7 separate regions of the Mus musculus genome follow, and all the other regions are linked to region 1. Evidence: chromatin contacts called from public promoter capture Hi-C data. All regions are on one chromosome and are shown on one strand. The core of a region is the stretch at or near the end of the contact, and the rest is flanking DNA. Distances in the headings are between cores, read along the strand shown.

Evidence for each region. Promoter capture Hi-C pulls out the DNA fragments that hold promoters and counts their contacts.
Region 2: a promoter capture Hi-C map of pre-B cells shows a contact between it and region 1, with 4 times the contacts expected there. The contact joins the promoter of Ubn2 here to the promoter of Mtpn in region 1. A contact is called at or near these places in 2 of 39 promoter capture datasets (liver and pre-B cells).
Region 3: a contact with region 1 is called in a promoter capture Hi-C map of liver, with 2.0 times the contacts expected there. The contact joins the promoter of Ttc26 here to the promoter of Mtpn in region 1. A contact is called at or near these places in 2 of 39 promoter capture datasets (hippocampal neurons and liver).
Region 4: a promoter capture Hi-C map of pre-B cells shows a contact between it and region 1, with 3 times the contacts expected there. The contact joins the promoter of Zc3hav1 here to the promoter of Mtpn in region 1.
Region 5: a promoter capture Hi-C map of pre-B cells shows a contact between it and region 1, with 5 times the contacts expected there. The contact joins the promoter of Zc3hav1l here to the promoter of Mtpn in region 1.
Region 6: a contact with region 1 is called in a promoter capture Hi-C map of hippocampal neurons, with 7 times the contacts expected there. The contact joins the promoter of D630045J12Rik here to the promoter of Mtpn in region 1. A contact is called at or near these places in 2 of 39 promoter capture datasets (hippocampal neurons and liver).
Region 7: a contact with region 1 is called in a promoter capture Hi-C map of hippocampal neurons, with 4 times the contacts expected there. The contact joins the promoter of Svopl here to the promoter of Mtpn in region 1. A contact is called at or near these places in 3 of 39 promoter capture datasets (the C10 cell line, hippocampal neurons and pre-B cells).

The regions. Positions count from the first base shown.
Region 1 is chr6:35,538,118-35,541,823 of GRCm38.p6, reverse strand. It overlaps Mtpn (myotrophin), which reads left to right and starts at 1,936. Exons shown (of 4, transcript NM_008098.4): 1 at 1,936-2,285. The coding sequence starts at 2,214.
Region 2 is chr6:38,431,930-38,435,635 of GRCm38.p6, reverse strand. Ubn2 (ubinuclein 2) reads right to left here and starts at 1,711. Exons shown (of 17, transcript NM_177185.4): 1 at 1,038-1,711. The coding sequence starts at 1,463.
Region 3 is chr6:38,379,543-38,383,248 of GRCm38.p6, reverse strand. It overlaps Ttc26 (tetratricopeptide repeat domain 26), which reads right to left and starts at 1,725. Exons shown (of 18, transcript NM_153600.2): 1 at 1,656-1,725; 2 at 1,036-1,173. The coding sequence starts at 1,658.
Region 4 is chr6:38,352,748-38,356,453 of GRCm38.p6, reverse strand. Zc3hav1 (zinc finger CCCH type, antiviral 1) reads left to right here and starts at 1,851. Exons shown (of 13, transcript NM_001347122.1): 1 at 1,851-2,539. The coding sequence starts at 2,232.
Region 5 is chr6:38,297,412-38,301,117 of GRCm38.p6, reverse strand. It overlaps Zc3hav1l (zinc finger CCCH-type, antiviral 1-like), which reads left to right and starts at 1,859. Exons shown (of 4, transcript NM_172467.3): 1 at 1,859-2,254; 2 at 3,031-3,166. The coding sequence starts at 1,878.
Region 6 is chr6:38,252,389-38,256,094 of GRCm38.p6, reverse strand. D630045J12Rik (RIKEN cDNA D630045J12 gene) reads left to right here and starts at 1,956. Exons shown (of 20, transcript NM_194061.3): 1 at 1,956-2,227. The coding sequence starts at 2,086.
Region 7 is chr6:38,044,855-38,048,560 of GRCm38.p6, reverse strand. It overlaps Svopl (SV2 related protein homolog (rat)-like), which reads left to right and starts at 1,565. Exons shown (of 16, transcript NM_177200.4): 1 at 1,565-1,643. Atp6v0a4 (ATPase, H+ transporting, lysosomal V0 subunit A4) reads left to right here. Exons shown (of 21, transcript NM_080467.3): 21 at 1-78.

The DNA of each region.
Region 1 (3,706 bases), core at 687-3,186:
TTTCCTTCCAGAAAGGTGTCGATTTGTATTCTCAACCGTCAGAATTAAATACAGTAACAATGTAAGCTGCTTTTAACTATTCAGAGTTTTTGTGTGTGTGTGTGTGTGAAGTCTTTATCTATTGCTGTTCAATGATAACAAATGTGTACTCACCAGACAGCATCATTTTGCTACAAAATTTTAAGAAAAAGGGTTAAACAACTTGCTGGTCAGAACACAAAACCAGCCAGAGTATGCCCAATACTTTAAAACTATTAAACTCCACCGTATGCTTCCAACCTCTGTATTTTGTGGTGCAGAAATAAATTAGTTTGGTTTATTTGTTTACCGAATAATGAATAATAGCCTATATACATAATAGTTCTAGTAGGAATTTTTTCTCAGTGTTCTTGGGTATATACATAAATTTGAATCATTAGGATTGTAAGATAGAATTCACCAGGTGGTTGAATTCTAAGATGTTTCAGCCAAATTCTAAGAACAAAACTGGCTTCAGAAAAACAGTTCTGTTTGCTACAAATCAAATAAAAAGTGAGTGCTTCTTAAACCACACAAATTTTTAATGATGCTACGCATGTTTGTTAGCGGTCATTTGTTGGTCAGGAAAAGCTCCTAGTTTTTAATTGCCATCACACACTTAAGTATTTTCCACCATAGAAAGTAAATGTACATAATTCACGTTGTTGAGTTGGCAAGATGGCTCAACCAGGAAAGATGCTTGTGACAAAGCCCGATGGTGACCTAAATTCAGTCACTAGGACCTACATAAGAGTACTCTCCCACAAGTTGTCCTCTGAGTTTACACGTATGCACACTCATGCCCACATCAGTGCATCTGTACACAAGCACGTACGTATGCAATTAAAAAGAAATAAACCTACTGACACCGTTGTCTCAACTACGTGTTGAAGATTTCCTTCTGAGAAAAAAAAAGTTTTATTCTTTCCTTTTTATTTCCTTCTGGTGGATGTCCCAAAGAAACTGCATGGTTGAGGAAAGGGAGAAGAAAGGCCAAGAGTGGTAGTGGGAGAGAGAGGAGAAAAGACCAAGGGAGAGAGCCCCACCCAGCCACTGATGTATGAGAATAGGAATAGAGTTTGATGCCTAAAGGTAAAACAAACCAGTAGGTCCCACACGTATGCACTCAACAGGAAGCGCTAAGTGGGTTCAGAGAGCTCAACACAAGACCCGAGCACTGCTGCAGAGATGGCTCAGAGGTTAAGAGCACTGGCTGCTCTCGCAGAGGAGCCCGGCTTGGTTCCCAGCATGGCCCATATGAAGGCTCACCGCTGTCTGTATCTCTAGCTCTCTCAGATTTTATGCTTCCTCTTGCCTCTTCGGGCACTCGCACACATTGGTTCACATAAATGTATATATTCTGTCAAAACTATCATACACGTAAATGAAAATTTGGTTTTTGGTTTTTTGTTTTTGGTTTTGTTTTAAGAAGAGAGGTCACATAAAGTTGTGAAGGAAAAGTAGTGGTGAAGTGGAGAAGGGATTCAGGAATGAATTTGTTCAAAACATACTATATGCATAGATGAAAGTCTCAATAAAAATGTTTTGAGAGTGGGTTGGTTTTTTGTTTTTCCTCTTTTACTAGTTTAAAGTGGGATAGTAAGAGAGAGAGAATCTAAACACATTATTATTATTATTATTATTATTATTATTATTATTATTATTATTAGTTATTTTTAGAATTATTAGAAAGTGAGCCCTGGAAACTAACGTTCCCCTCTGTCGTGGAACTGGAGTGTCCTACTCCCATCCAACACCTCCCCAGGTTCAGCCCCTGATTTTCCTGACCTCCAGGAACATTCTACTCAGCCTCACGGCCCCGCCCATTGGAACCACGCCTCTACTCTGCCTTGGCCGGCCAGGATAATGCGCCTGCGCAAAAGTGGCTCTCCTGAGGTAAGCAGTCGGGGCGGGGTCCCGAGCAGAGCTTTCTGGAGAGAGGAAGAGGAAGAGGAAGTGGGAGGCGGGCCCTAGCGGGGCGTGAACCGGAAGTGTAAGCGTCCTGCTTCTCCTCAGCTAGGCGGAACCTGCTCTGCTGGGCCCAACGGCTGCAGAAGAACTTTCTCCCGCCCGAACCGTAGCCGCGACCCGCAGTCTCGCCCGCTCAGCGGCCTGAGGCGCGTCGCTTTCTCGTGTCCCCTCGTCGGGCCTAATCGCCGCTCCTGCCCGGCCCGCCGGCCCACCCCGCTGCAGTCATGTGCGACAAGGAGTTCATGTGGGCCCTGAAAAACGGAGACTTGGATGAGGTGAAGGACTATGTGGCTAAGGTGAGCGGGGATGCGCGGCGCTGATGCTGCGCTGCGGCGGGGTGGGTGGTCGTGAAGCCCAGGGCGTGGGGGACACCGGGAGCTGGGCCAGCTTGGGAGACTCGTGGACGCCGCAGGGCCTGGATCTGGGTGGCTCCTCGGTGCCAGGTAACCGCTGTGTTGTTGCTAAGGCGGCTGTGGCCTGTCCCAGCCCCGCAGGTAACGGGCGCCTGGTTGTCTCCCTCGATCGGCACGGGCCGGCCCTCTAATACCCCGGGTACTGCAATCTTTGAATGAGGCATTTCTCCATCTTGGCCTCGCACCGGGTTCCTGAGAAGGAAACCCGAGCAGTTCGAATCGGGAACGATTTCCTGAACGTGCGGCCTGGTGGAGATGGGGAGGATTCAGAGGATCCGTCACCCGTGAAATGAGCTGCCCCAAAATAGCCATAGTTAAATTTCTGAAACTTGGTGTCACTTCGCTCTGAAAGTCTTTAACTTGGGTGTGGCCTTTTTCCTCTCCACCACCACCACATAATATGTGTATGTGTGTGTATCGTTTGCTTCGAGTGGTAAGGTTGCCATTTGGCATCTGGGGTGTTGGGAAATCGGAGTAGTTTTCAAAAAGCCTTTTAACTTGGGGTACTCCATTATTTCATCTGAAGTCCGCGCGCGTGTGTAGTAAATAGTACTGCAGTCTGATCACGCTATGTTTGGGATATGGTTAAGAAACCCAAATTCAAAACCATACTTGGAGGTACTTGGAAAGTTCTGACCTGGCCTGCCTTTGGGTCTTAAATTGCTCCTTTTGTAATTGTAAGGAGAACTTCTATAGTTTTATTATTATTATTATTATTATTATTATTATTTTCCGAAAGTAGAATTTTGTGACAACTGTGAACATCTTGGTCCTCTTCAAAAAGTGTGAGCCTGCGGTCAAGATTTTAAATCTTAAAAGGTGTGAGCGGTGGCATCCTGCCTCACAGGACTTGTTTTAGGAAACAGGCAGAAGCAGGTTGATTGGTTGGTTAGTTTGTTTGTTTTTAACTACAGGATTGTACAAGGATGATAGTTTTTTCTCCACTTGATGCCTTATAATTTAGACTTTTCACATGTATTTGATCTGCTTAGTTGATTGTAATGGATGTTTAAGGCAAGCTACCTTCTGACTACCTTAGCTAGTAACAAATAGAAACCTGAACTACCGTCTCTTCAATGTAGAGTTATAGAAAAATACATCAACCAGTAGTGGAACAACACACGATTGTCTCAAAGTGAGTGGCTCTTGTTTTTCCAGCCCCTGCTCAAACATAGGGGATTTAAAATACAAAACATTAATAAAGAATTTACAGTTACAAAAATAACATGCATGAAATTGTTTCTGTTGTCAATATGTTAACTTACAACTTCATGACTGAACCATTCATCCAAAGTGGAAATTGG
Region 2 (3,706 bases), core at 462-2,961, 2.9 Mb before region 1:
AATAATGAATTCTGCAGTTCATTAGAAAGCCCAGCCTAATAAAGAGCATAGTCGCTAAACAAGAGAGCAATGTCTGTCTCCTGCCTCTGTCTCTCTCTCTCCCATCTCCCCTTCCTAAAGATCACCAGCCCACAACAATAAAAATTACAATCACCGACAAACCGCTGTCCTAATCCCATTGTTCACCGGTTCCCTCAAAAGCATACCGATGTATTTTCCTAAGTTTTTTTTTTTTTGATCCAAAGCGAATGTTTTTTTTTTTTTTTTTTTTTTCCGTCATTCTCCAGAAATCCACAACGGACAAAATGCTCCCAATTCGAACTAATGAGAGCCACTCAAATAATATGACTGGGCAGCCACCGGGTAAGACAAGAGACCTTTCCATTCAAAGACAATGTGCACAAACTCAACACACACACACACACACACACACACACACAAAGCTAACAATATTTACCAACACAAGTGCAACCACATTACGAATCCACTTTTTCATTCCTAACGTGGAATCATTAGTTTCTGAAAATGTTTAATTTCTCTTAAATCCCCTTCAATCAAGGAAAATAAACCACCCGGCCACGAGCCCATCTCAGCAGCCCTGGCGCACGGTACAGCTGGGTTGAGGAAGGATGAGGATGAGCCGAGAAGGGGTCACACAATCTCTCCGCTTCAGACCGGGGGGCGTGTCCCCCAAGGTTTTTTTTTCGCTTCCCTTCTACCGGAACGACAGATGGAAGTGCCACAAGAAGCTAGCCGCACGGCTCACAGGGCCTCGGGATTTGGTGTGGGGAACAGAAAGGAAAAGGAGGAAAAAGCTGAGGTTTCGAAAGGTGCACAGGAAAACCGGCTCGGCGCGGTGTGGTGGGGGCAGCATCGGCCACCCAGGAGGGCCGAGCCGCGCAGCTCCCGCCCCGTCTAGCTGCCCGGCCCCCGCCACCCCACCCCCGGGGCGAGCGAAGTGCAGAGCAGCCCGGGCAGGCGGCGGGTCCGGAGGCGCCCGGGCTGTGGGGCGGCCGGGAGGGAGGGACCCTCTGTACCCGTTGTTCTCCGCACAGCAGCAGCTCCGGGTAGCTGAACTCCACGCAGCTTTCGTCCGTGGGGTCCTTGAGCACCAGCTCCAGGCGAACCGTCTCCTTCGGCGGTCGCGGCGGCGGCTCCGCCCGGGAAGCCGACTCCCGCGGAGGGGGAGTCTGCAGGGGCAGCGGCGGCGGCGGCGGCTCGGGCCGCGGGGGCTCGCGCTGCAGCGCCATGGGCGGCTCGGCGCGGCTGACCTCGCGCTGGGGGAGCGGCTTGTCGCGCGCCGGGGGCTGCGCGTCAGCGCGGGGGGCCGGCTCCGCCCGGGCCGGCTCGCGGTACGGCTGCGGCTCCAGTCGGGGGGGCTCGCGCTCGGCGCCCGCGAAGTCGGCCTCGCGTCGCCTCACCGGTGACAGGCTAATGAACGCGACTCTGCGCGGCTCCGCCATCCCCACTGTTCTGGCCCTCGGCGCTCGCTCGAGCCGGCTCTCGCCTCGACGCCGCACGGCGCGCCTGCCCGCCTCTCCTTCTGCTCTCCGTCACTTTTCTTCCCTCCAGCACCCTCAGCTGTCCCCGCGGACGCCACCGTGAGTGCGGACCGGGTCCCCGTCCCCGCTACTACGTTCTGATGGGCTCCACCGCCATCGCCAGGGTCGCCGCAGCCGCCATGTTGGATCCCCCACATAAATAGAAGCAGGCCGCTGAGCGGGCGCATGCGCACACTCGAGACGCTCGCGTCCACAGTCGTGGCTGTTGCTCAGTTTTCCCCTTTTCCTCTCAACAGTCTGGAGGCCAGACAGCTCGGCGGAAGTGACGTCACAGACAGGCCTGTCTCCGTGGCAACGGGGACGCTCTCTGCTTTGCTTTCAAAGGAGGGGTTTGGGGTTCCCTGAGTGATTTCCTCCTCTCGCCCGGAAACCGAGGCACGCTCGCCGATCCCTTAGGGTGAGCGTCGCGATGTGCCTGGGACCGACACAGTCATGGCGCCGGGTCCCGCCCGACGTTGGCCTCTGGCTCTCGGCGCTGGGGAACAGGGTTGTCAGCTGAGGATTCCAGGCGGACCCAGGGCAGGGGTGAGGGGCTCGCGGCCCGGCGCCGGGCCCGCCGGTCTGTTGTCCCGTCACCTGAGGTGTCCAGGGTAGAAAGGCGAAAACTAAACTCTCCTCAGACCCCTCCCGAAAGCGCTACGCTGCCTCCCACACCGCTGCCTCCCACACCTCTTCCTAGCCGCTTTGCGCATGGCGGTGAGACGTTCAGTGACGCGCCTCAGTTGGGAAATTGAACTGGCAAAGGAACAGTTCTTGAAGACTTGAACGTCTTGGCAGCCTTTGGTGTTATTTTAGGGGACATGCTCCCGGGGGAAGAAAATTCACGGCTCATCTTTGAGTGGGAAGGAGCGTTGCTTAGGCTTCGTTGGAGCATCGTGGGAAACGAACTGGAATTCAGATTTTAACGGACGAGAATTACTAGCCCTTTTCATCTATTCAATAGAAAGGGAATTGAAAGACTCCCTTGCCGCATCCTCAAGGAAACCCAAGCTTGTTAATTGCATCAACTATATTAGATGTTGAAGAGCTGAGTCAAAGAGTCGTCACAGACGTTTTTAATATTTGCTCTTCTATTCCTTTCCAAAGGTGTACCAAATGGTGATGGAATGTTCAACCCAAAAGATTGTGCTAGCTCTAAGCCAGGTGTAGAGATGTATCCCTTTAGTGTCAGGAAGATACAGGCTGTTACATTTCAACATGGTCCACATAGACAACTGCAGGTCAGCTAACACTTCTTTTTTTTTTTTTTTTTTTTTTTTTTTGGTTTTTTGAGACAGGGTTACTCTGTGTAGCCCTGGCTGTCCTGGAACTCACTCTGTAGACCAGGCTGGCCTCTGCCTACCGAGTGCTGGGATTAAAGGCATGCGCCACCACGCCCGGCCAGCTAACACTTCTTAATGGAAGTGGGTGCACTCTGGAGCCAGGCGGATCTCTATGAGTTCAAGGCCAGCCTGGTCTATTTAGTGACTTCTAAGACAGCCAGACCTACATAGTGAGACCCTGTCTGGAAAAAAAAAAAAAAAAAAAACTGGCAGCAGCAACAAGAAAAAAAAAAGAGGAAGATGATGAATTTCTTCCTTACAATGCTGCAATATTTTCTTGACACTATATTTTACCTCCAACATTCCTTCCACTGCTCCTGGTTCTGTTTGGGTCTCCTATTTTTGGATTGAAGTGACCTTTCTGCCCACAGACTCTGTTTCTGCCATCTTAAAATGGGCAATTAAAGTTTTTGGAACACTTTCTTTTTTTCTTTTTTTTTTTTTTCTTTAGTTTTTCGAGACAGGGTTTTTCTATATAGCCCTGGCTGTCCTGGAACTCACTTTGTAGAAATCTGCCTGCCTCTGCCTCCCGAGTGCTGGGATTAAAGGCATGCGCCACCATGCCCGGCTTCTGGAACACTTTCTGATGTATCTCTATCCCATCTCCAATTGACTGAGGGCTATACCTGTGTTCAGTTTCTGCCATTTATCCCAGAAATTGCAGTCAGTCTGTCCTTGAGTCAAGCTCTTCTGTAGGTAACCTCTCATACAATTATCTAATTCTGGGTGCCTTGAAAATACTTTGAACATCAATCCACAGAGAGAAGTAGGTTCTAACCGTGGTGTAAGCTACTCAAATAAGCACCTAAGAGGCAGAGGCAG
Region 3 (3,706 bases), core at 476-2,975, 2.8 Mb before region 1:
TGTCAGAACTCTTTGTCCCTTGGTGCACCCTGCACTCTTCTGTACCGAGTGCTTTCCACAAGCAGTTTCTCAAAGTTCAGCCTCCCAGGACAACTTTAGGTCAGAAGGATTTCTCAGACTACTTACCCAAAATGCAGCTTCCTATGCATCACTGCAGAGCTAGTGAATTCAAATTGGTAAAGCAATCGCCTAGAAACAGAAACAGCTAACTATCCTTGGTATTTCCAATGCATATTAAAAAGTGAGATTTGGGCTGGAGAGATGGCTCAGCAGTTAAGAGCACTGACTGCTCTTCCGAAGGTCCTGAGTTCAAATCCCAGCAACCACATGGTGGCTCACAACCATCTGTAACAAGATCTGGTGCCCTCTTCTGGAGTGTCTGAAGACAGCTACAGTGTACTTTCATTAAATAAATAAATAAATAAATAAATCTTTAAAAAAGTGAGATTTGCACCTAGCATTGGTTTAAAAAAATGACCCTGACATACAGAGTTGAAATGTTTTATGGGTTTACAATAGTTTTAAATTGTAAATAGTAAAAATCACTTATTTTTTTTAACCAAAATGTAAATAGGAAGAAGTTACAAATCACTCAGGATTTATGGTAAATAATGTGTGAATTGACACTGTTAAATGTAATACTGTATTCACCATTTGTGGAACTAAAAATTAATAATTTTATGTGTACAAGTGTTTTGTCTTCATGTATGTCTACATACCATATGTTTTGTTGAAGGAAGCCAGAAGGCCTTGAATCTCCTAACATTTAGTTACTAATGGCTGTGAGCAGGCACGTGAGTACTGGGAATTAAGGTCCTCTGGAAAAGCAGCCGATACTTTTAAATGTCGAGCCATCTCTCCAGTCCAAAATGTTTTGTATTTCATCAGGTTTATAGTTAACTTGGAATCTGGAATATGCATCTGGCTATGTTTGTTTGGATTACCCATAATGTACCCACCCGTCCCAATAGCATAGTAACCAGCATTCAACCCACCATCCACCAGACTGAGAAGTAAACCTTCTTTGGACATTACCTCCAATAGGGTAATGGCGCCAGTGAAATCTCTCTGCGAAAGTAGATCCTCTAGTTTTGGAATCTTCCTCCCTTTCTTCTTTCTTTTGTCAGTGTGCGGTGACTCCCCGCCCACAGCGGGTTTGGCCCTTGAAAGCATCTGTAAAACAAATAGCAAAGACTGTTCTATCAAAAGTCATTTTTAAACTGAGGGTAACAGCTCTCAGTCAGATCTACCCTTACCATCAGACCCTAGGAAGTCTATTCAGATTCTTTTTTTATTGTGCATTTTAGTAAAAGGACCATTACCTACTACTGAAGGGGAACCGAATAGCTACTTCCAACAACTTTATCCATAAGAGACAAACAAACACTCACGCAGCTTCTACTACCTAGGTCTTCCAAGATTCTTTTTTCCAGTTCACAGTCTAGTATCGGGAAATGAAGAAGCAGGAGGGAAGAGAGCATCGAGGTACATAGATTTCTTCGCATCCCTCCCTATTCCCGGTGGAAACACTGGAGGGATAAAGGGATCGCCCTCTAGAGACGCACCTAGATTCTATCCAACAGTGCGTTGAGAACTCTAAACCCAGGTACAAACCTATTCAAAATCCCCCACCCTTACTATTCAGAGCCACTAACCATCTTGGCGTCGGTCCTGTGAGCCCCCGCTGCAGATAGTCTGCAAAGGCTGTGCTTCGGCGAGTTGCCACATCCACACAGCGAGCTCCGTTTCCACGGCAACGCCGCCGGGAGGCTGGTCCTTCTGAGAAAGGGCTCGTCCCAAAACCAATGTCCTAAGCTTCTTGGTTCCGTGTGTTTCCGCAGCTGGAAGAGTAGGTGCTTCTCTCAAGGGAGTTAATCCTTGTTGTTTGTGCTGAGGATGAAAATGGGGCTGTGTCTCTACTTAGGAAAGCAGTTTAAGAAAAGGCGATTTAGAAGTACTATTACAACTAGGAAGTATATTTCAAAAGCAAGTTTCTTGGGAAGGTAATTTTCAAGGACCACTTCCGTTTTGCCTGGGGTGAGGACGACAACAGCTCCGCTTGTCTCGTACATTGTCTCTGTTTTCTGCTCGTTTCTGCTGGTACCTGCTGAAGCAAAGGATAGTTTGGAGGCAGAAGTGATACCAAAATATTTCCTCGAGACAATGTTAATCCCAAAGATGGGAGGAGAAAGACCACCACCCCAAATCATCATGACCAAATTAATTAAAGCAAGCTTTTTTATTCGTGTACACGGACTGCTTCTCTCTAAGGCCAGTTTGGAGAGATCAGCATTGGATGTGAGGAAGACAAGGTTTTTATAGATCATGGGGGTTGCGGGGGTGAAATGGGGAAAATAGGAGGGAGAGGTGTTATAAGAGCAGAATATAACAATAACAAGTTAGTCCTAACTACCTCCTGAAACAGTCATGGTTGCAAGGTGGGCATAACAACAGATAGCCATAACAAGGTAGTTATAAAACCTTTTGAAACAAAGGTAGAGTTGCAAGATGGTTCTAAACAACTTTTAGAAACAATGTCATGATTTGGCATTCTTGGAACGGTCAGTACAGAACCATTTGTAGTTAAGGCTATAGGCGAGGCATAGCTCAATCTGAGAAACAAAAATTTAATCATAAGCAGGAATGAACCTAGTTTGTTTTTACTATAAGGTGACTTCTGTTTGTTTTGTTTTTGCTTTGCTTTGCTTTTTGTTTTATTTTTCAAGATAGGATTTCCCTGTGTAACAGCTCTGGCTATCCTGGAACTCTCTTTGTAGATCAGGCTGGCTGGAACCCACAGAGATCTGCCTGACTCTGCCTCCCAAGTGCTCATGTTAAAGGCATGTGCCACCACACCCAGCTATAAATGGGCTTTTAAAGTCTAGGATGGAAGCAGGCTGGTTCTTCAACACACCTATACACAATTAGAAACTATAAAAATGTGTGTACAATTAAAGCAAGAATGGAGTATTTACTCCAGAGCAGCGTTAATTTAGTTGCAATATATACATATATATATACACATACATATATATATATACACACATACACACACACACATATATATATATATATTTTTTTTTTTTTGCTTTGTTTTTCGAGACAGGGTTTCTCTGTATAGCCCTGGCTATCTTGGAACTCACTTTGTAGACCAGGCTGGCCTCGAACTCAGAAATCTGTCTGCCTCTGCCTCCCGAGTGCTGGGATTAAAGGCGTGCGCCACCATGCCCGGCTGCAAAAAATATTTTCAAATGATGGAATTGTGGAATGTTGGAGCTAGAAGAGACCTTAGAGGGCATGCATGCAGTCAAACTTTCAGAGCAGATCCACTAAAGGCCTAAAATCTTAACAACTTGTACTTATATATACTATAAATGTATGAAAAGCGTTGCATAGACTTCTCCAGCCTTTGCATCTCTTCTCACATTTGCAATCTGTTGGTGAGTGAATGACTTTTGTCTTTATATATACACGCTTGTATATACACAAATTGGTATGCAGAGGCAAATATATCCACTTTAGAGAGGCACAATTCAACAAGCACTCCACTCCACTTAAAATTCCTTTGTTTCCAAATCTCAGAAATGGTCCTACTTTCAATAAAAATTTCAAAAAGATTTATTTTAGCTACTTTTTGTGGTGTGATATAGATGACAGATCCTTTAGTTGAAATAGTCAAATAATTACAAAATAATCTTTTAAAAGT
Region 4 (3,706 bases), core at 602-3,101, 2.8 Mb before region 1:
AATATTTGAATAAAAGTCTTTCTTACAGGTGGGGGTAGTGAAAATGTTTTAATTCCTTGTCCTAAACAGAAGTTTATAGTATCTGATAGAAAAGACTCATATTTAATATTTATAAAATCCCCTTTACTTGGTCCCTCATCCATCCCCAGGAGGAGGGAGTTGACAATTCTAGATCCTTCAAGGGACTTCCTCTGACCCCCTAACGGGACACTGCTATTTCTAAAGCTGATGCCCTCTGGGAGCTGGGATTGTTTCTTTGATTTCTGTGTCTTCAGAGTCACTACTGTAAGGACCATACCGAAGATAGTAAACACATTGATCTTACTTGATTTGATAAGAATGGGGCTCTGGAAACCTGCCAGACTGAAAATAAGGCCAAGTGGATTAAAAGACAAGACAGAAGCAAGAGTCAGAGTCAACAAGCAGCCAGATGAGGCCCGGGCTTGGCTGCTTTACAGACCACCGTTCCAGTGAGTCAGAGAGAGCGGCTGTGCGTACCACACCAGAGGGATTCTCATTCGGGTTTCTGAAGAATTTGAAAGACTTTATTTCTTATGAATTTGTTTTTAAATTTTAAATTACATTTATCAGAGAGAGAGGGGGGAGGAGGAGGGAGGGAGGAAGGAAGAGAAAGAGTGTTGTGGAGGTCAGAGGGCAACTTGCTAGAGTAAACTCTCCCAGCATGTGGGGAAATTCTGGGGGTCAAATTAGTGTCCTGTGTTTTAGCAACTGGTGCCTTTACCTGCTCAATTATCTTCCTGGCCAATAATCCCTTTGCCCCAGTCTCACAAGTGCTGATATTACCGGCATGCCTTCACCACGCCAAGCTTTTAATATTATTTTAGCGTGTGTTTGTCTGAGTGGGTGGGGTCACTCGCACCTCCCTCTTGTGAAGTTTGAAAGCATCGCAGTGCACACTTCTCCTGCACCGTGCCTGCAGATTTTAAAGAAAGGGTTCCCATCTGATCGGTGAGCGCTCCATTCATTTCATTTCTGAGTGCTGAAAGGAAAGCCCCTTTCTTTTTCTAATTTGGGTCTAGTGTTTACTGGCCTGCAAATTAGCTGAGAATACAGATGAGACAAACTAAACACAATTGTGCAAAAGAAGTTTTAAAGTCACAATTTAACAAGGGGAGGAGGCCGAAGAGCGTATAAGGTTTGTGTGTGGTGAGTGTGTTTCACTACGGAGTCTGGAAGGACAATCGGAGTTTTTTTTTAATGCTAATGTTTGGAGCAGCAGAATCTTCCGGAAAGCTCCCTGGGGACACGGATGGCTCTTTAATTTCATCAGCCTTTGCTTTCCTCAAAGGGAAATCTAGTTATTATTTCCTTCTGTCTCTACAGTAACTCTACGGTAAGGTAAGGGTTTACCTTAAAAATCATCTTCATGCCAAGGGGGGAGGGGTGGGGGAAATCTGAAGACATTCTAAGCAGTTGGTTTGAGGCACCAAAATTGGAGATTTTAAGTTAGCAAGGCCAGAAAGGATCAAAGAGTGGGTCTTCAAATAGCTCTGGAGAAGGCTACGTAAGAAACCAGGGAGAGTAACAATCACCGCCCTCTAAGAGGGGCTCGGCACTGGGTAGAAAGTGCGTAATCCTAGATCTGGTGCCGCGGAATCAGGCCCGGAAACAAACTCTCGAGAACCTCGGTCATCCGAGCTCCACCTGTTCCTTCAAGTTATTTCCCCAAGTGCGGAGTTCGGATAATATCCATGTCCTAAGGTGGTGGCGAGCATTGACGACACTCGGCGGAGAGTCCCGCTTACAGGAAGCGCTCACCAGGTCTGCTCTTTCCGGGGCTGGGTGGGGCTGATTTGAGGACGCCTCTAGTGGGCCCCCCAGGATGCGTCACTCTCCTCAGGCTCATCAAAACTCCACCCGAGCCTCACGAACGTCCTTACTTCCTCTCTTCCTGGTAGCAGCCTTGCAGTCCCGAGCTCGGGGGACCTCACGTCTAGCCTGGAACCGAGGGTACCGCGCCGCGGCGGACCTGCCCGCCTAACGTCGCTCGCTTCCCATTCGCTCTCCCGCGCGGCTGACTTTAAATCTGACCCCAGGACCTCGTCGTCGAGGTCGGGCCTCGCGACACCACCGCCGGAGTTGGAAAGCGAAACCGCTCTGCTCTGCGAGCGGCACCGCCCGCGTCCGCCCCTGGGACCGCGCGTAAGTTTCGATTCTCCGTGAAGCCGAGTCCCGCGCAGCGGCCGGAGCAGCGGCAGCCATAGCGCGCCATGACGGATCCCGAGGTATTCTGTTTCATCACCAAGATCCTGTGCGCTCACGGGGGCCGCATGACCCTGGAGGAACTGCTGGGTGAGATCAGCCTCCCCGAAGCGCAACTCTACGAGCTGCTGAAGGCAGCAGGGCCCGATCGCTTTGTGCTATTGGAGACTGGAGACCAGGCCGGGATCACTCGGTCGGTGGTGGCTACTACTCGAGCCCGCGTCTGCCGTCGCAAGTACTGCCAGAGACCCTGCGACAGCCTGCACCTTTGCAAGCTTAATCTGCTCGGCCGGTGCCACTATGCACAGTCCCAGCGGTGAGTGCAGCGGGAATGGGGAAGGTTCTCTAATTGCCTAGTCCGGCGCCGCGGGGCAGCTTCCTAGGGGAGGCGGGAACCGGGTGGATATGGCTCACTCGGCTGCAAACCCCTTCTCCCTCTATCCCTCCTAATCTCTAGACCAGTGGTTCTCAGCCTTCCTAATGCTGCGACCCTTTAATACAGTTCCTCAGGTTTGTGACCCTCAACCATAAAATTATTTTCGTTACTACTCCGTAACTGTAATTTTGCTACTGTTATGAAATGTAATGCAAGTATCTGTGTTTTCCAATGGTCATATTCGACTCCTGTGAAGTTAGACCCCCAGGTTGAAAAATCTGTAGCCAAAGCGCTATTGGAAAGGCGGACAAGGCTGCCTCTCTACCCTTCTCACCTCCCACCAGAATCCTAATTAAAGTACGTTTGCACCAACCAGAGTTTGTAGAAGTTGCAGGCACACCTTTTTCTCCTTGCTACTCTGGTACCTCGAATGTTGCGATCGCCCCAGAATCCTAGCGGTGCTGCCCAGTCTCCTGTGTCTCGGGTGCGCCAACTCCTGGATCGCTGTGACCCTTCACTCCTTGTCTCTCCACCTGGCCAGATAGATAACTAAAGGTATAGTGGCCTCTCAGCCTTCTTCCTAGTATGCGTGGTGGCCTGTACTACGACACCCCCCCCCCTTCTTGCAACCGACCCACTGTCTCAAATTGCATGAAATAATGTGGCTTAACTTCTCAGGCAGCTGCTTCTGGTCCTACTTGGTCTTCTTCTTCTTCTTCTTCTTCTTCTTCTTCTTCTTCTTCTTCTTCTTCTTCTTCTTCTTCTTCTTCATAAGCGTTTCCAAGGGTTGGCTCAAGTCCTTTTATTTTGCTGTCTTCCAAATTTCTCCAAGACAAGGATCACTTGCTGGGGTTCACCTGTCATAACTACCGAGATGATTTCCAAACACATAACCTGTGCAGGCCTGCGTCTTCATCCAGGGGTCTGAGGAACCAGTGTCTTGCTCACATAGGCCAAACTCCCTCCAAACAAGCTCTCCAACCTTATCCCCGGCTCCACGCCCCCAGTTTATATAATTTCTAATCCCTCTGCCCTTTCCTCTTCCAGGGCTCACATCTGAGTGTTGCAGAAGTAATGAATGGTTGGTTCTAGGCTATCGTGTTTCCG
Region 5 (3,706 bases), core at 610-3,109, 2.8 Mb before region 1:
CCACTTAAAGCATACCATTGCTTCCCAAATCCAAAGTCCCAAAGTCCACATTTCTCCAAAGAAAAAACATGATCATGCCTATCAAAGCAATACCTCACTCCTGGTACCAACTTCTATTTTAGGGTTTCCATTGCTGTGAGGAGACACCGTGACCAAGGTAACTCTTATAAGGGACAACATTTAATTGGGGGATGGCTTACTAGTTCTGAGATTAGGTCCATTATCATCATGGCAGGAAACATGGCAGCATCCAGGCAGACATAACACTGGAGGAGCTGAGAGTTCTACATATTGTTCTGAAGGCAAACAGGAGAAAACTTGTTTCAGAGCCTACCCTCACAGTGACACACTTCCTCCAACAAGGCTACACCTACCCAACAAGCCGCATCTCCTAATAATGCCACTCCCTGGGCCAAGCAAATTCAAATTACCATACCCCTATATGATATCAGGCCTCTAGCATTTAAAAACTCTCTGAAAAGATGGCAGAATTTCAAATTTTTTCACGGTACTCATTCAGACTTTTAATCTGGAATGAATTACAATCCAGAATTCTGAAATTGAATATATTTCTAAGGGCAAGGTCTTTGGCTGAGTCGGGATCTCACCCATTTGGTTAGTCTAGCCAATTAGCTGCCCCTGTGGATCCTGCCACTGCCTACCAAGTGCTTGCATTACAAGTGGCCCCCACATCTTCCTGTATTTGTATAGGATCTGGGCATTCAAATTCCAGCCTCACACTTGTCTAGTAAGTGTTTTATCCACTGGGCTGTCTTCCCAGTCCATCTATTCTGTAACATACAGAATCAGTCTTATTAAACTTCTGGATACACTTGCTTACAACATCAGTGCCCTTGAAGTAAAATTCTTCCCTATCTCTATCTTGCTTGAACGTCTCTTCTCTCTGTGTGCATGTGGTTTTCATTCCTCTCTAACCCCTTTCTCAACTTGAATCTTTCTTTTTTCAGTTGTATCTTAGGTCGGCTTCTCTCAGAGGCAAACAGAGAAGGATTGTTTGAGAGCAGACCCTTTACAAGGTAATCCCAAGGAACCACTTCTCAGTTTACATTTTCGGCTGGGCTCCCTGGTAAGCAGATAAGGATTCCATGTAAACCGTTTCTTAGTAGGGAGGGAACACAGGGAAAGGCAGGTTCTACAGGAGCAACAGGGTTCTTTTCCATTAAGGAATCATAGCGACGAAACCATAGAATATCTCTCGACCACTCCGTAGAGGAATAATACGCTAGGAATTTGTCCATTGTTAGGAAGGAAAATCCTTTTAGGTTTAGTGGGTGTTTATGTATATTGTCACCAATTTGACAATAGGAAAAATGTTTATTTATAAGCTGACAGAGAAAAATCAACAATATCATGGCTCAATCCCATCTGAGGCATGGAGCTGATTGATCAGTATTATGGTGTGTGTTCAATAAACCATCCCTATCTGACTGAAATCGGGGTTTGTGTAAGCTCGTGGGGCGACTCATGGACCCCAACACTTAGGAAGTTTTTACCCACTGTGCTGGTTCCTTACTAGGTTTTTTGAGACAGGGTGTCATGTAGTCCAGGCTAGCCTCCAACTCCCCTTTGCAAAGGACGCTGGCCTTGATCTCGGCCTTTTCTTGCCCCCACCTCCCAGGTGCTAGCTAACATTCCAGGCGCGCGCCCCCAGGCTGGGAGAACCACTTCAGCAGTTTACATTCTTTGCAGCCCTCCCTGTTATCCGGTATCTGCCAGGAACCCAGGAGCCAGGAATGTTGCAGGGGCTCAGGCCCTGCCTTCTGAGGCCCGGCCCCCTACAGCTCGCAGGCTCCGGTCGGGGCCGCGGCGGGGAGGAGCCTGGAGGCCCCGGGCTGGCGGGGACGCGCTGGCGGGCCATGGCGGACCTCACTCTGTGCGCGTTCCTCACCAAGGTGCTGTGTGCTCACGGCGGCCGCATGTTCCTGCAGGACCTGCGCGGCCACGTGGAGCTGTCGGAGGCGAAGCTGCGGGCCGTGCTGCGGCGCGCGGGTCCAGAGCGCTTCCTGCTGCAGGAGGTGGAGCTGCGCGACGGCCCGTGGGACGCAGAGGCCGAGGTGGCGGCGGGCGAGGGCGCGGGCGCGGGCTCAGGCGGCGGCGCCACGGCCTGCAGGGTGATGGCCGTGTCCTCCGCGCGCCTCTGCGCCCGCTACCAGCGCGGGGAGTGTCAGGGCTGCGACCAGCTGCACTTGTGTCGCCGCCACATGCTGGGCAAGTGCCCCCACCGCGACTGCTGGTGAGGGGCGGAGTCCTCAGTGTCCAGCGGGGCAGTGGGTGCGGGCGGGCGGGATGCGCCTTCCGGATGCTTCTCGGCGAGCCTGGGTGGGATGGGACAAAGGCCTTCGCGCTGGCCGCCCTGTGCACCTAGTCGCCGAGAGAAATAATATGGAAGGTCTCTCCACTGAGGTTTATTATTCACCCCCCCCCCGCCCCCCAATTTGCTGTCCCTGTCCCAGGATGCTAGGATGTTCCACAACAGCAGCCCGGTTGAATCCGTGTTGCCACTTTTGAATTCACTTATGCCAAATGCCGCTTGAGGGACACCTGGGGGCTTTATGGCCCGCGGAACTTCTGTTCCCTTCTCTCCCTCCTTCCATAACCACAGCCCTTTCGCGCTTAAAAATCTGGTGTCCAATCGCAGGAAACTGGTGGCAGGATGGGGTGAGGGCATAGTGCTGCATAGCCCAAGCCCAGTGCTTTGCAGCAATCCGGGAAGCTTTCTAGTGCTTTCTTTGTAGTGTTGGTGGACAAAGAGAGGCCAGCAGCTGTTGTTGGCCTGAAGATTACGTTTTAGTCTTTACAAAAACAGATAAGTAATCTCAAAAAAGCCTGAGGGTAGGGTACTCACAGAACAGGGAAATGACCCCTGGAAGCTGAGTTGCCTCAATCCGAATTGTTTTATTAGTACTTGGGGAATTCACTTGTGAAGTGGAAATGCCCTAGGCAGAGTTAGACCCACCAGCCTCTTCCCTCTTCTTGACCCGGCCTCCTGACTGCTTTGAACTCTTCTAGGTCTACCTGTTCTCTGTCCCATGATATCCACACACCTATCAACGTCCAAGTCCTGAAAAGCCGGGGGCTTTTTGGCCTCAATGAAGGGCAGCTGCGAATCCTGCTTTTGCAGAACGACCCCTGCCTTTTCCCAGAGGTGAGTCCTTGAGAAGTCGCCATCCTACCATCAACTGTGGCAAGGCTTTCTCTCACTGATGTCTATCCCTCGATGTTTGTGTTCTTTTGTTGGGATAGGATCTTAAATAGCCCAGGATGTTAGTGAACTTGTCATTTAGCTGAGGCTAGCTTTCTGTTCTGCTAATCCACGCCCCTTCAAAGGCGAAGGTGATAGGGAGCCACCTCCCACCACCACTTTAGATGTTCATTTTAACTGCTTTTTTTTTTTTTTTTTTTTTAAAGAAACTCTTTTTTTTTTTTTTAGATTTATTTATTTATTATATGTAAGTACACTGTAGCTGTCTTCAGACACTCCAGAAGAGGGAGTCAGATCTCGTTACGGATGGTTGTGAGCCACCATGTGGTTGCTGGACCTTCGGAAGAGCGGTCGGGTGCTCTTACCCACTGAGCCAACTTACCAGCCCCCATTTTAACTGCTTTTAAGTACTATGATTTGGTTCCAGATACTTAAACACTACCCATTTTTATTTGCTGGAGTGGTAAAATTAACACATTTGTT
Region 6 (3,706 bases), core at 707-3,206, 2.7 Mb before region 1:
TCTGAGGCTGTGTCTTAATCCCTATTTTTAGACACAAATGTGCACAGAGGTGTGACTAGGTGTGGGGGCGTGCATGTTCACTTGTGTATGCACACACATGAGTACACACACACACACACACACACTTCTGCTTCCCTTTGGCATTCATTCCTGCTGGATCTGCAGAGTCACACTATCTGCCAGCTGAGCCCTGGGAGTCATTTTGCTAGACACTGAGGGAGAATGCTCTAATTCCCTACAGAGGTTGGTTTTACGTTTTGAGAGCAGAGAGACCAAGGGACTCTGGGGATCCCCTTTTCCTTAGAAAGTTGATGCCCTGGGGTCCTTCCTGTTAGCCCAAGGTTGCATTTTTGTTAATTTCTAGCAGTGTCTGAGTTGACTCAGAATGGTGTGGGAGATTTCTTCCTCCCACTGTCTAGTGCAGTTGGGAACTTCCTGGAGGCTGAGGCCAATTGTAAAGGACACATAGATTCCCATCAATAAATATATAATGAAATCTTCCTGGAGCCGTGGGGGATCCTGTGTGGGGCGATAACATGTTAGAACGTCATTTTAACTTAGTGTGTGTGTATGTGTGGACTAACAAGTTCATAAAAAATAACAACACAATAGGACTAAATGTCAAGAGCTGCTCCAGGCTGTGCCCCGTGGCCAGGTGAGTAATTCAGAGAAAAGCGAGGAGAGGGGAGCCATACCTAGGGCTATTGTGGTCAGGGTGCAAACATGCTCAGACAAGCAAACTCTCTACTTGGGTATGCTGGAGACAACTCCAAGAATGTATATGTCTGGGGGAGCAGGAGAGCAATGTATGGGGGTTGCTTATGACAAGTGACACAATGGAACGCAAAAATTAGGGTCATCAACAAAAGCTTATAACCTAGATTCTCATCTTCCCTGAAATTTAACAGGTGCCTATTTTTTTTTTTTTTTCAGAACAGGAACTTCTGATTCTTTGCCTAGATAGATGAGTTTGCCCAGCAAAACTGGGTAGCATCTTTCTGGGTCTTTTGCCTACCTCACTGAAGAGCAACCTTGATCCTTGGCCAGTCTGGATGGCTGACATTTCCCACTGTCTGTCATAGTTTCTCACTCAACAAGATACTTCTCTTATGCACGGCTTGCAGACCACGGCTGGTGCAACCTCTGAAATACAACTGTCCAAAATTGTAGTGTGTTCTAGGACCTTCCAACCTTATTCGGCCTTCAGAGTTAATGCACTTGGCTCTTAGCACAGAGACACATGCTAACTCCCATCCACACCCCCATTTCCCCAGGAAACTAACCCCCAACAAGGTCTTTTTCATCATATATTGGTGCTACTTTCTTTTTTAAAAAATAAGGCCTGGATCTGTGTGTTTGTGTCTGTCCACTTTGATTCAGCTTCAGTAGCCCCTTTCTGAAGACTCACTAAGCTCAGGGCAGTAGGCCTAGGTCTTACCAAAGGCCCACCTTTGCCAACAAGGTGGCACAGCTCTGGAAAGGCAAAGGATGGGCTGAGCCCTGTGTGCCTCCTCCCCATTCTTTTCCAGCGCGCGGGCTCTGGGAAAGAGAGCCGACTTCTCTCGGCTTTGTCCGCTCAGCAGCCCGGGGTCTGCCAGGGACCACGGCCGCCCCGCACACACACCTGCTGCCCGCCCCGCGTGGGCGGCTCGGGAGGAGCGTGCTCCGGAATCACCCGGTTTGCGACCGTTCCTCTAGGGCCCCGGGGGTGCGGGTGCGGGGCGGCGCCGTCCCGGGCGCCCTCCTGAGAGGCGGGTCCTGTGGGAGGGCGGGGACCGGGTCCCGCCTCGCCCTCCGCCGGGCCGCCCGCAGGCAGGCGCCGGGCCGGCCGGGAGGTGGTGCTCGCCTCCCCGCGCGGGGCCGTGCGTTGCCCGGCAGCGGCTGCGAGGCTCGGGAGGGGGCGGAGCGGCGCGGCCGGCGTGCAGCGGCCCCAGTCCGCGGATCCGGCCCGGCCCGCCCCCGCCTCGCCGGCCTCGCTGCGCGCCGGTGCTAGGCGCCCAGTCTCCGCCGCAGCGGACGCCGGCGTCCCGGGCCTGAGCGCGCCCACGCCCGGAGGCCGGGGTGTCGGGGAGCCGACGCGTGGCCATGGAGCGGGAGCCCCGCGCCAGGGTTGCACTGGTGCCGGAGCGGTGCGGCCGCGGGCCTTCCTCCCGCCACCGCCGCCCGGGGCTGCTGCTCCCCGGCCTCTGGCTGCTGCTGCTCGCCGGGCCGGCCTCGTGCGCCCCAGGTAAGCCTCGCGGAGCCCCCCGGGACGCGGCCGCCACCCTGGCCGCCTTCTCTGCCGCGCTCGTCACCCCCTGGCTTCCCCACCCGCCCATCCTCTTTTATTCTTCACCGCTCCCTCGCCCTCCTTGCTGGAGATGCTTTCCTATTCTTCCTGGGCCCTGCAAATAAAGGCATGGAGGAGAGGAATAAATCCAAAGGAAAAAAGAGCGAGCGGTTTCTGACCGGTCTTGCTAAAAGGTCTGCAACCTAGTCTTCCGTGAACCATGTTGCCCGAGGCGGGTTTGGTGGTTTCTGCTCCGAAGATGCCTATTTTCTTTTTCCCCTTTGCAAAATGCAGGCACTGGAATTGTGTTTGTGCACGGTTGTGTGAATGTGGCGTAGCGAATGTTTTGGGATACTTTTATTGTTGGGGCAAAGGGATGCATCTGGTGTGTGCAGAAGAGCAGTTGTGCATTGCCGTGAACACCCAGTGTTACCCCAGATGCAAGCAAGCTGGCTGTGTCCCCCAGTGCGCCAGGACACAAAGAACATTCAAAGAAAAAAATCTCTTGGAAAGCGCCCTGGCCATGGATCTTTCCAGGGAACTAGCTATTGGTATTACCTCCACAAAGGCATTACAATGGAGTGTGAAAATATTTTGAGTCTGAAGTGTCAGGGCATGAAAGGAGTCATGGTTGGTTTTTATAATAGATGCAATTTAGTGACTGTTCATCAGCATGGGATTAAGAGACATGATTTATGAGGCGTGTGGGTGGGTTTTGTTTGTTGAGGAAATGGTTTAATTCATGTTGCTTCCCCGAAATGTTTATTTATCCATCCTGAGCACGCACTGCACTGGACTGGAGACCATCTCTGAGGTGACACAGTGCATCCTGTGATTGCCCCAGCCCACACGTGCTTGGTTGCTTTGTGGGTAGGAAAGGAAAGGAGAAAGGAGCAGTTTAGGTGGAGAGCTTCTTCTCACTGCTCAGGAGAGACAGAAAAGCCATGAAAGCAGCCCAGAACCCTGCCTGCTTGTGGGAGCAGGGCCAGAGGACTGCCAAGTGGTTTGAAGGAAGTAGAACGCATTTGAAGGTGTCCCTTAGGCCCGACTGTGGGCATTATAACTAGTGCCACAAAGGGGATGGTGGAATACAAGCGAGGAACGGACTTAAGGGAGCACAGGTTGGGACCCATTCACTCGATCAGGAGGAAATCGAGGCAGAAGCATCTTGCTCAAGGTCACCGCCTGGATGATGAGAGGAATTGCTATAGCTCTCCATTCCCCTTTTTCTTTCCGTGACCCACAGGCCGGGGTCACAGCCGAAGCCTCCAGAGATTTCCGCTAGCTGGGTGGAACGCTGCCTCAGGGAGCCACAGCAGAGGTAGGGTTGACAGAGTGGGCCTCTTTTTAGGCTGTGTGTGCAGTGGCTGCAGAAACTTTGCCTACCTTAGCTAGCATCTCCTGTCCCAGTCTCGTTCCGAGAAGTCCAGTCCAGTG
Region 7 (3,706 bases), core at 316-2,815, 2.5 Mb before region 1:
GGCAGGAACCCCCTCACCTGAAGTTCCTGCAGTATTTCAAGTGTTATAATCATGAAAATAAATGTCTGCTTTATTCACTGTTTAAGATGTCGTTATTCCAAATTAATCCTTAACATTTAGCACCAGCATTTAAAGGCCAACGCCAAGGCCGAACAATGGGGTTGCACAACCTAATCCCCAGGGCAGGATTAGTTTGTTTTCCCTTCTCTTCCCCCTTGTCTTGGGCTTAGCATTACAAGTTGAGGGACTCTCAAATATTGTCACCCCACAGGAGGAAGCACAGCTAATGCCCTCTGTGGGAGAGGGAGGCCCAGCCTGGCTCTCTGCATCGCTAAGTCCTGAGAAATGAAACATGACCACATGACATCATGCTTGGGGCGCTGTTTATTGTCAACACACACTGTGCTGGGGTAACTGGAGCAGGAGATGCAGGCATGGTGAGCTATGGGAACAGTGTACAAAGGCGGAGACTACCTCATAGTTGGGGGACTGAGAGCCCAGAACCAATGTATTAGGATCCCTGGACTGGTGTTCCCGCAAGTGCCTGAGGAAAGTGTGCACTGGTCTTTCTAAATGGCCTGAATCCAGGTGAAGACCTGCCAACTCTATCGAAACCCTAGAAGTAAGACTAAGTCACATTTGTAATGCTCTACAGTTGACTAAGTCCTTTTTACATAAAGAGCTGATTGTATTCAAAATTTCCTTTTAGATGGGAGTATGCTTGCATGTGTTAGTGTATACAGGTGCAGGCACATGTCTTCCATGACACTTATGGAGATTAGAGGACTACTGGGTACACCAGGCTCGCTGGCCTGTGAGCTTCCAGGGAAGTTCCTGTCTCTGACTTCCATCTTGCTATAGGCACAGTGAGATTATAGACTCACACTACTGTGCCTGGCTTTTACATAGCTTCTGTGGGATTTGAACTTAGGTCCTCATGCTTGTGTGGTGAGCACTTTATCCACTGGCCATCTTCCCGAAGCTTGAGAATCTTATCTTTTAGACCCCATCTGCTGACCTGTGTCAAGATTGACTGGGGTTGATAGAAGCAATGCCCAAATCTTCTATGAACTTGGCAGGGAGAATAATTCCATTTCTTGTCCAATGATGTACATGATGAGGAACGCAAACACAGGCACATTTGGCACATAGGGGGCTCTCCACCTCTCTAGACTATAGAAGAGGGATTGTAAGACCTGGGCAGTGGAGGGGATGCTCAAACCAGTGACAGCTGACAGAATAGACCAGCTTTAAGTGCCTTTGAGAAGCCCATGGCTCTCCTATTGCCACGACCCTCTGGGAGTTTTAAGTTCTCAGTGCTGGTGTTCTTCTGGTCACCCATCTAAAGAAGGCACTCGGAGGCTTGGCAGCTTCAATCTCTCTGAGAACACTGTTATTTTCTCTTTAACAAGGGATCCGGTGAGGGCTGTTTTGGAGGGGGTGTGACCTCAGAACGCCAGGTGGCTCCTTAATGAATCCAGTCTGGAGAAGTGAGATGAAAGGAGTGGGGGGAGGGAAGGGGCCAGGCCGCTCTAAAAGGTGAGTTCAGAGGAGAGAGGCCCCCAGTGCTGCCAGAGGGCTGTGGGGAGACAGCCAGCCAGCGCACAGGGACCTGGAATCGGAAAGTTCCAAGGAACACAGAGGTGAGAAACTTTCAGGCAACAGGCTGTTTTTACTGCTGCTGTTCAGTGTAGGGAGGGGAGCTGACTATTTGTGTGTGGCTGGAAGCAAATGGAGTGCGAATTGTTTTTTTAAGTATTTATGTATTGTATATGTGGAGGTATATGTGTGTGTGTGTAAATGTGTGTGTGTGTGTGTGTGTGTGTGTGTGTGTGTGTGTGTGTGCATGCACATAGGCTTATGCCCTATGCACATTCCCAGAAGTCAGATGAGGACCCCAGGTGCTCTCTGTATCCCTGTCCCCTTACTCCCTTGAGAAAGAGTCTCTTACTGAACATGGAGCTCTGCTGGCAGCCAGCGAAACCCAGTGCCCCTCCCCGCCCTGCCCTCCCTGGTGCTGTTATAGAGGGCCACAACCATACTGGCTTTTTATATGGGTTCTAGGAATTTGAAATTGGGGTCCTTATATAAGTATTCTCCCAGCCCCTTATTGATGATGCTATAAAACAATTGCATCACACATCAATAAAAAAGATCTATAGGGGCCCAATTTTTTCTGGCTTCTATTCAGTATATCAAAAGACAATAGAATGAAGTTATCAGTCTTCTGGGAGTTTGGTTACTTGGGGCCCCTCCTGCACTTTTGAGTGGCAGAGTCAACCCTTAATCTCTCCATGTCTATCCGTATCCCCTTCTCTGGCTGTTTGAGGGGCATGCCTTGCATCCTCACTTCAGTGTTTGAGGAAGAGCTGTCTGGGATGCTAGTTCTTTTCCTTGTTTCTCTGGGTTAGTTTGGTTTAGCTTCTGCCCTGTCCTCCCTCTTCTCCTCCTTTCCTCCCTCCCTCCTTCCTCCATCCCTTCCTCCTTCCCCTCCCCTCTCTTCTTCCTCATGAGACCCTCACCTACCTGAGGAGCTGTTGGCAACGACCGATGGCTGTTGGGGAAGGAGAGTATTTAATGCACTACAGAGTCCATTGTGTAATTAGATGCCACTACTTCATAAAAAGTTACCAACTAGAGGATGGAGAGATGGCAGAGGGAAAGGGCTAGCTCGTGTAAGCATGGGAGCTGAGTTTAGATCCCCAGTACATACGTAAAAAGCCAGTATATGAGGTAGCATACACTCATAATCTCGGTGTTGAGGAGGCAGAAACAGGAGGATTACGTGGGGCTCACTGGCCGGCCAGTCTAGCCTAAGCAGTAAGCTCCAGGCCAAGGAGAGACCTTGTCTCAAGGGTGATGGGTGACATTCCAGAGGATGACACCTGAGGTTGTTCTCCATGTTCCACATGCACACAAATGTCTGGGGGCAAGGGGTGAGGGAAGGCAGCTCACAAGGAGTTCTCCGGTCCCTGTGTGTATGTGTGTGTGTGTGTGTGTGTGTGTGTGTGTACTCGAGCGCATGTGTACGTGACACACCTTTACCAAATAAGAACACCTCTCCAAGAAGTGTCTCAACAGTGTTTGGAAAAAGGACAGTCATTTTAGAAGTGACTTCCCGCATTGGCAGGCTCCTGAAGGGGTGAGATCAACTGTTTTAAGATCTGAACCTAGCTCCAGATTGAGACAGGCCCTTGTCTACTTCCTCAAGGGTTAATCCAGTGGGGAAGGTCCAGTGAACCTGGCTAGGGGACCACTCCTGGGAACATGGGTTTACTTTAAGATAATGTACTTTTCCATCCTAGAATTCCTGCCTCTTAGTGCATTCCCCATGAGCTTCTTTTGTGTGTCAACTTGACACAAGCTCGAGTTATCACAGAGAAAGGAGCCTCCCTTGAGAAAATGCCTCCATGAGGTCCAGCTGTAAGGCATTTTCTCAATTAGTGATCAAGGGGGTTGGGGGGGGAGGGCCTAGCCCATTGTGGGTGGTACCATCTCTGAGCTGGTAGTCCTGGGTTCTATAAGAAAGCAAGCTGAGCAAGCCAGGGGAAGCAAGCCAGTAAGCAGCATCCCTCCATGGCTTCTGCATCAGCTTCTGCCTCCAAATTCCTGCCCTGTGTGAGTTCCAGTCCTGACTTCCTTTGGTGGTGATGAACAGCAATGTGGAAGTGTAAGCTGAATAAACCCTTTCCTCCCCAACTTGCTT